Linked DNA regions of Arachis hypogaea: region 2 is linked to region 1. The links are chromatin contacts, called in public Hi-C maps. All regions are on one chromosome and are shown on one strand. Each heading gives the region's core, a stretch centred on a gene start, on an enhancer-like site or on the middle of the called end of the contact. The rest is flanking DNA. Distances are from core to core; before and after follow the strand shown. Region 1 holds the start of LOC112748124. Region 2 holds the start of LOC112749995 (ATP-citrate synthase alpha chain protein 1).

Region 1 (4,077 bases), core at 820-3,319:
GTTAAGCCTGGCAGAGCAAAGTCATAATAGCATTAAGAAAGATGCAGTCCATAATGATGCAGGTATGAGGCTTCATTGTGCATGCAAGACATTAGGAAAAGTTGAATGTTCTTAAAGGACTTTAGATCATCTAAAGTGAAAGTTTGTAAAGTGGAAAAAATGAGAGGTTAATCATTTTCAATTGAAGTTATTGATGGAAGGGTGATTATGACTAACTTCTTACTTACTTTCACATCTTTTTCACTCACCTAATAAATTTTTATCTCCTACTTTTAATTCAGTGGTGCTAAGCATTGGCTACTGGCTAGTCAAGTACTTCATGTCATAGCTAGAAGATGATGGAACTAATCTATTGCTACATTCTTTTTTTTTTTTCTTAGGCACCTTGGAATTCTGGGTTATTTAAGTAGTGAGGAAGTTGAACATTGCTAGAATCATGAGTAAGTGCAAACATAACGGTTCATGATGGCAATATCGAAGTGTTTTGGGTTTGTTCGCGGCTGCTTTTCATCACGGGTTTATTCATTGTGTTGTGTTAGTTATTACTGTTAGATGTGATTACTGATTAACTAACAAGTGGTTGTTTATTTGTTTTACAAAGGCCCTTAATTCATGCAGATAATATAAATTGAGTCTTTGAACTATACGTATATAATTTATGCTGATGTCACATCAATATATCATTTGATAATACCTGAGTTGGTGTCATATTGACTAAATGAAAAAAGAAAAAATTTCAGAAAAAAAAACAAGAGAGAAAAAGAAAAAATTTGAGGGGGGTCTCTCCTGTTTTAGGTGTGAATGTGAATCTGAAATATGATTTCATTATTCGGAAAAATGGAATTATTTTTTTCCAAGACGGTCAATTTCCCTTAAAAGCCAATTCCTCAATCTCAATGTCAACCTTGAGAAGCCTCATTCTATAAAAGGGAGCTTACAAATGGAGAGAGAAATCAAACTTTTGATATTTCTCTGCACCATTGGTCCTTGTCTCGATGTTTTGAGTGTCACTCTTCAGTAATGATATTTGTTGAGATGTGTCAACTGTCAAGTGTCAACACTGTTGAAGCTACTGCTTCTTCCAAGGCTTCTTTGCCAATCACCGAAACTTCTCTCATCAATATCCTCACTTAATCGGTAAGGAAACACACCATTATCTCCAGCAAATTCATGTTCGCCATTTGATCCAAATCCTTCTGAAATATGGCGGCTTGGGAAATACGCGAGATTCGCCGCAGTGATGAAGGTTGAAGGAAAAACCGTAGGAGGGGTCCACAGCGAAGAAGCAAATAGAAGATACGAGTGCTCAGCAGAAGCCCTCTTGGCGTTTCTTCTAGTTGTTCTCTCTTTTTTGTGAGCATTTTGGTGCCCCCTAAAGCTTGAGAACTGTAGAAAGTTCTTGAGCTGTATAGGCATCGAAAAACTCGATATTGCTGCATCGTCTTCTTCTGCTTGGCTTTCCTCTACTTTCACAACCGTTTCCTCAACTACTTCTATCTCTATATTCTGAAATGAAAAATACAACTAAAGAAAAGACAAAGAAGAGAAAATGCAGATTATAATTTGTATATTATTGAAAAGAAGGGATCAGGAACTGCTGTTAAGATTAAAAGCTTGATAATTTCCCACTACATGAAGTTTCCCAAATATCCTTATAAGATTAATGCATTTCTTTTTTTTTTTTCGGTGACTAATGCATTCCTTTGAGTTTTTTATTTTTAATATTGGAGTGGTAGTGGTGTTTTTTTAAAATGTGGATTGTTGGGGTGTTACTCAAGTGTGGGATCGTTTAATTAGAGAAGCAGAAATCGGACCGTCCGATTTATTAGAGGTGCAGAAATCGGACCGTCCGATTTGTAGAGGTGCAGAAATCGGACCGTCCGATTTGTGGGAAGTGCAGAAATCGGACCGTCCGATTTGTGGGAGGTACACAAATCGGACCGTCCGATTTGTGGTAAAAAAAAAAATTTTAAGGTACAGAAATCGGACCCTCCGATTTCTGTACTTCCACAGTTTTAAAAAACACCAAAAATTACAATGTTAAGGTATATCACCACTTCTACTTCCATAACAAAAAAAATTATTGCAATAGAAAATAAAAAAACTTTAATTTTGTATTAAAGAGAGTAAAATACTATCCCTATACTTCATTTTTAAAAGAAAAACACAATGTTTTTTTGTTAGTTTTAAAAGAATAAAATATCTTTATACGACAATTAACAATGTTTGATTTATTACAAAGTAGGATGAGTTCAATTGATTTTTAATGGGATTAAATATCTTTTTAGTTTATTTCAAAATAACTATACACTATTAGGATTTATTTTAAAAAGTAGGGGTGTTCATGGGTTCGAGTAATCCGATTGTCTGTATAAATCTGAACCAAATCGAATCGATTAAATTGATTCTGGAACCAATGGACAATTGAGTATAATTGAACCTAATCTGATGATATCTGATCGTGATTGGTTTGGATATTAGTTTTAGAGAAATAGAATCCGAAACAACTTGCGAATCCGATTACCCTTTTATTAAATAAAAAATATAAATTCTAATAATATATGTATAATTTTTATACTAATTAATCTAACTCTATTATAAGTTTATAATTGTGAATTTATGAGTATTTTCTTGTTGTTAAAATATTATTGACTTGTTAGTTGATATTACATGTTTATCATTATTTACATTATTTTTCTAAAAAAAATTTCATTTTTTCAATTTTTTTTTTAATTTCTATTTCATCGGGTACACAATTATCCAAATCAAATTAATCCGTTTTTAATTGGTTTGGTTTGATTCGGATACACAAAAAAATATAAAACCAAACCAATCCAAACCCATTACAAGTTAATTGGTTCAAGTTCTCATTTTATCCCAAACTCGAACTAATTCGACTCGTGAACACCCCTACTAAAAAGATGAATATACCCTCTTAGAATGACAGCTTTTCACTGTATCCAAAATTAGATACTAACTTTAATTTTATTTTAAAAGAGCTTAAGTACCATTTTAGAGTTAAAGCGTACAAATCAGTATTTTGAATTTGATTATAAAAAAACCAAAACATCCTTTTAATTAATTTTAAAATAACTAGAGTGTTATTTTACTGTCAATTTTTAAGAGGACTACTATATTCTTTTTGGGTTACAGTCGCTTCATTATATTAGAGATTAGAATTATACACAAGGTTGCTTAATTTCAAAAAAAAAAAACCTTCCTGCATACCAATTATGAATTAACTACTTCATTACTCTCTCGTACTAAGTAAAATAATATATAATTCCTTAGATATAAATGTTTTTATGCAAAAATATACTATCCGATAAAAACTGAATTTTAGGATTAGTCCTATAAAATTTCTTCTTTTTTTTTTTTCATTTTCTATCCCTCATCTTTAGGATTAGTCCTATAAATTTTTTTTTTTCTACCCCCTCATCCTTATAACATTGTTTGGTAATATATGTTAATAATTTTCCCTTCTTCTAGAAAATACTTTATTTTTGCACAAATATATTACAAAAAGAAAAATATTCACTTTATTATGAAAGTATGTGTTTTATAAGAATTTGCTTTTTTGGTATTGCAATTCATTACAACATATTAATGACATATTATGGCAAACAAAAAGTCCAAAAAAAAAAAGAGAATTTTTCATAAACCCCACGGGTCTGAGTCCCAGAAATTGGAAGCACTTAAGGTGGGTCAATAACAAAAACACTCAAAAATCATTAAACTTAATCCCACTTTTAGCCAACTCTAATTGTGTAACACATTCTGCACATCAACTGTCACCCCTCTGCGTTACTGCGCCTCCTTTCTGCAATAGATCTAAAAATCAAGGGAGACTAGTGGCAAGGGTTGCAAGCCTATAGTTGGCACATACTATCCATATGTGTGGATTACTTTTACTATCCACACCTTAAGAAAAATCCTTAATAGAATAATGAATTTGTTTCAAGTACATAAGGTCATTCAATTAAACATTTACAAGAGACTGGTTAAAAAATTCCGGTAAATTAACTGCAAAGCTTACAAGTGCCATGTAATCTCTGATGAATTCATGTTCAATCATCC
Region 2 (4,438 bases), core at 1,459-3,958, 330 kb before region 1:
CGGATTCCATGTCTCCGGCGAATCAAGTTTATAAACCATAAGATTCCTATTAGACTGGTACAACAAAAATATATTTATTCGTTAATTATACATTTTAGTTTAAATGAATAAAGATTATAACAAATAATTATTTATTAACTATACTACTTTACATAAGTAAAAAAATAAAATAAAAGATATTATATTATACTATTTATTTACTAATTTAAATAATCTAAATATGGTCATAAATAAAAAATAAAATAAAATATAATAATATTATTATCCTTGATAGTTATCATAACAAATAACCGAACAAAATTCTTTTTGATATTCATATTATTGTATACTTTTGTGAATAAAAAATATTCATTAATTCTTCAAGTTAACTAAATATAAATTAAAATAAAAATATATTGTGACAACAGAAAATTAAAATACAAGAACAAGAATTCGAAAAATAATAATATTTATGAAATCTATAGAAAAATAATCACAGTATAACAAAAGATTCAATAAATTTATACGACCATATTTATATTTTTCTTTATTTATTAATTACAAATATAAAATAAAATAATAATATACTAAAAAAATAAAAATATTATTTAAAAATAGTTTAATATTTATATTATTTATTAAATTTAATAATTACAAATTTAAATAGCATAATAATATTAAATACAAATAAAGATAATATTAAAATAATATGTTATATCATTATATGATACTATTAACACACACACAAAAATTAAAATTAATTAAAATTAAAAAAAATAAATTACAAAAAAAGTAAAATTTATCAACTTATATAGACCAGATAATTTAAATAATTGATAATATATTCTTCAGTTACCGTATAATTATATATTATTTTTTATTAATACAAACTGATAATTTTTTTTATGTATAATCATTTTTTTTAAACACACTATTAACACACTAATACACTACTAACCCTCTTCTTCTTCACTTTAGACTTCTCTCTCAAACTCATTTTCTTCAACTCAGATGCATCAAAGGGGGGAAGTTGGGCTCTATTTAAAGAGCTTCAGCCTGCATCGCTGGTTTTCGAAGGAAGGAAGTATCCTCTACATGCAGACCACCTCCAACACGCCTTTCCTGTATTAAAAGAACACTTGTAACTCCTCAAAAACGTGCGCGAATCCCTGCAAAAATTGGCTGTAGTCCTGACGCAACATGCTGCCACGATGTTGCGGGATGCTGCCACGATGCTGCTGACGCTGTTTCACCACGCTTCCCGTGTGTTGAGAGCTGCATCCACGAACCAGCAAAATATTCCAATGTTAATATTAGGCAAAAACACAATGTTACTCTCTATATGAAAAATAAATTCTAAAAAAATAATCCAAAATTCAATCATAATTTGTTTTTTCAATTATTTACAAAATTTTATTTTTTCTCCCCATTTAAATGCACAAAATTCTTTTTCCTTTCCAATTTTTTTTTCTAAATCCAATGAGACAAAATTTAAATACTCAAATTCCTTCTCAATTTCAAGCCCCATCCTATTTGTAAATTTTATTTTTTTTTCTCAAACAATGGAAGTTTATGATCACTTTCATTTTCATTTTCTACCCTATTTAATCCAACAGTCAAAAATATAAGTATATCATTTAATCTATTTTTTAATGTGTAATGTGTTTTTTTTAATGTTATGCTTAATTAAGTAATATTTTAAAATTTATTTTTATTAGTGTGTCTTTTAAACATGGTATATAATTATTAATTTTGTAATTTTATAATTTTATATTTTTATTTAGTTAAATTTTTATAATTTAATTAAAATAATTTAAAATAATTAAAAAAATTAAAAATTAAATTAAAATAAAAACAAACATTAGAGACTTAGAACACAACTGACAAATCTCAAATTGAGTTTTTAATCAAATTTTATAATATATAGCCTCCAAATACTTATGTAGTATTTTATGAGACCCAAAATAAATTAAACTAAAATCAAGCATCCAAAATACTCTAAAGGGTCAATATTTTTAGTAAAAAAGAGAGTTGCTTAATATTATTGCTTTAATGTAAGATAAAATATATATAAAAAATACTAGTTACTTAAAATTTAATTTTTCATTTTTCAATGACTATGAAAAATATTGGCTTGATTTTCATGCATCATTAAAATCAATTTATACTGTTACATCAGTAAAAATAATCAATTATCAAATTTATTATTTAAAAAATTATTTAAATATATAAATTTAATAAAATAATCATATAAAGATATTGTAAATGAATTAAAATTAAGAAAAATGATAATATTATTTTTTTCTATAATTTTTTACAAATATATAATGTAAAAAAATTATGTGAAAAGTGATATTATAAAAAATAGAATGAAAATATTATTTTTCTAAAGTTAATTCATAAATTCATCAGATTTTTTTAACAAATTAACTTATCGATAGTAATATCTCAAATTAGTTTCTCAAAAATTTTTTGTTGAATAATTTAATTTATAATAAATTTTAATTATTAAATTAATCCTTAACCTTTTATTTTGTTAGATAAGTTAATTCTTATATTAAAATTTAATAAGCTAGACAAATTAATTTATATTAAAGATATAAGAGTACATAAAATTTTTTATATCAATCTCTTTATATAAATATATACTATAATATAAAAAAAATTAACTTATCTAACAAAAAAATTTAAAATTAATTTAATAATTAAATTGACAACTAATTCAAACATATTACTCTATCTGAAAATAAATAACAAAGTTGTAGGATGAACTTAATAGCACGCCAGCAACAAGCAGCATAGTGTAGACAAACAATCCCAACCATTAAGGGACTTGGAACTTTGAAACAACGTTAAGTGGTTACGTTGGTCCAAGAAGGAGGAGAGGAAGAAGAAGAGGGGGTAGATTAGTAGGTAGGTACCACATGTTTATGTGTTGTTTGTTTGTTCCAATTTCTGAACTCTCTTTTACTATTTGGCTACCTTCTTCTCTAATTCACCAACCAACTACCCATCATTTTCTTTCCCATTTATTTTTCGCTCTCTTTTTTTCCGCTCTCTCTCTATATATATACACCCATCACACCCCTCTCATCATTCCTTCACCTCTCGGTTAGATCTAACTATCCACACCCACCTTTGTTGTTTCATCTCTCTGTTTTGGTAAATCCTAGATCTTCAATCTCCCCCTCTTTTTGTTTCTGTTTAATCTTAAAGCTTCGATTTTGATCCACTTTTTGAGGTCCCATTGAGCTCATTTCGAATTTGTTTGCATGACTTTTAATGGGATTTTGTTTTGCGGATTGGTAGCGCTTTTGGCAATTCAGATCTGTTTATAATGAATAATTCATAATTGGGTTGTTTTTCTGTTTTGGAATTTTTTGTGCTTTCGGTTTATTGAAATAGGTTGAGATAGAAATGGCGCGCAAGAAGATCAGAGAGTATGACTCCAAGAGATTGTTGAAGGAGCACTTTAAGAGACTCTCTGGCCGAGACTTGCAGATCAAGTCTGCACAAGTGAGTACTTTTATCTTTTGTGTGCAGAATCATGCAAGTTTTAGTTACAATGTGGATATGATGCATGATTTTGTTTAACTATATAGCTGAACCTACATCAATTCAAATTGGTTTAGTGGCAAATCAACATACTCTTAATTTGATTGTAATAGGAAATGTTTTAGTTGTGATTGAAGCTAGTTAATATGTTATGTGCATATAATGGGAAAAAGAAAATCATTTTTTCAGTGATAGTTACAATCATAAATGTGATTCGGTGTAGTGTGCATATCAAGGTTGGTTGAGTAATGATTTTGTTGTGGTTTGTGCCTCAGGTTACATCATCCACTGATTTCGCTGAGCTTCAAGAGAAGGAACCTTGGCTTTCATCTTCAAAATTGGTTGTGAAGCCTGATATGTTGTTCGGGAAGCGTGGCAAGAGTGGCTTGGTTGCCTTGAATTTGGATTTGGCACAAGTTGCTTCATTTGTGAAAGAGCGACTTGGAACCGAGGTGCTTTGCTCCTCTTCCCTCAAAACCTTTCATTTCTCTGTTGTCCTCAGTATTTTGGTTCCACTCTAGTGTTGATGCTTTTGGACTTTTGGTCATGTCTTTCTCTTATATATAGGTTGAGATGAGTGGTTGCAAAGGACCCATAACAACTTTCATTGTTGAACCTTTCGTCCCCCACAAAGAAGAGTTTTACCTTAACATTGTATCCGAGAGGCTTGGGAACAGCATAAGCTTTTCAGAATGTGGAGGAATTGAAATTGAAGAAAACTGGGATAAGGTAGTGCAATGCATATCCTTGACATTACAGATTAGACACTCGATATATTTTCTGTGATAAAAATCTTTCCTCATGATCCATAACATACACTTACAAAATGTTTTTTTTTTTTTTTATATATTTCAGGTTAAGACTGTATTTGTTCCAACTGGAGCGTCTTTCACATCTGAAACTA

What was found. Hi-C and Micro-C count contacts between places; a contact is called where the count stands out from the background.
Region 2: a contact with region 1 is called in a Hi-C map of leaf, with 3 times the contacts expected there. The contact joins the promoter of LOC112749995 here to the promoter of LOC112748124 in region 1. A contact is called at or near these places in 3 of 8 Hi-C or Micro-C datasets (leaf and an unstated tissue).

The regions. Positions count from the first base shown.
Region 1 is chr15:24,188,209-24,192,285 of arahy.Tifrunner.gnm2.J5K5, reverse strand. LOC112748124 reads right to left here and starts at 2,069. Exons shown (of 2, transcript XM_025796333.1): 1 at 2,037-2,069; 2 at 1,048-1,506. The coding sequence starts at 2,069. The coding sequence ends at 1,048. LOC112749989 (cation/H(+) antiporter 18) reads right to left here. Exons shown (of 4, transcript XM_029293102.2): 4 at 3,893-4,077. It overlaps LOC112749991, which reads left to right. Exons shown (of 6, transcript XM_025798462.3): 5 at 1-62; 6 at 381-644. The coding sequence ends at 5.
Region 2 is chr15:24,516,476-24,520,913 of arahy.Tifrunner.gnm2.J5K5, reverse strand. It overlaps LOC112749995 (ATP-citrate synthase alpha chain protein 1), which reads left to right and starts at 2,708. Exons shown (of 13, transcript XM_025798468.3): 1 at 2,708-2,892; 2 at 3,385-3,495; 3 at 3,810-3,986; 4 at 4,102-4,263; 5 at 4,390-4,438. The coding sequence starts at 3,397.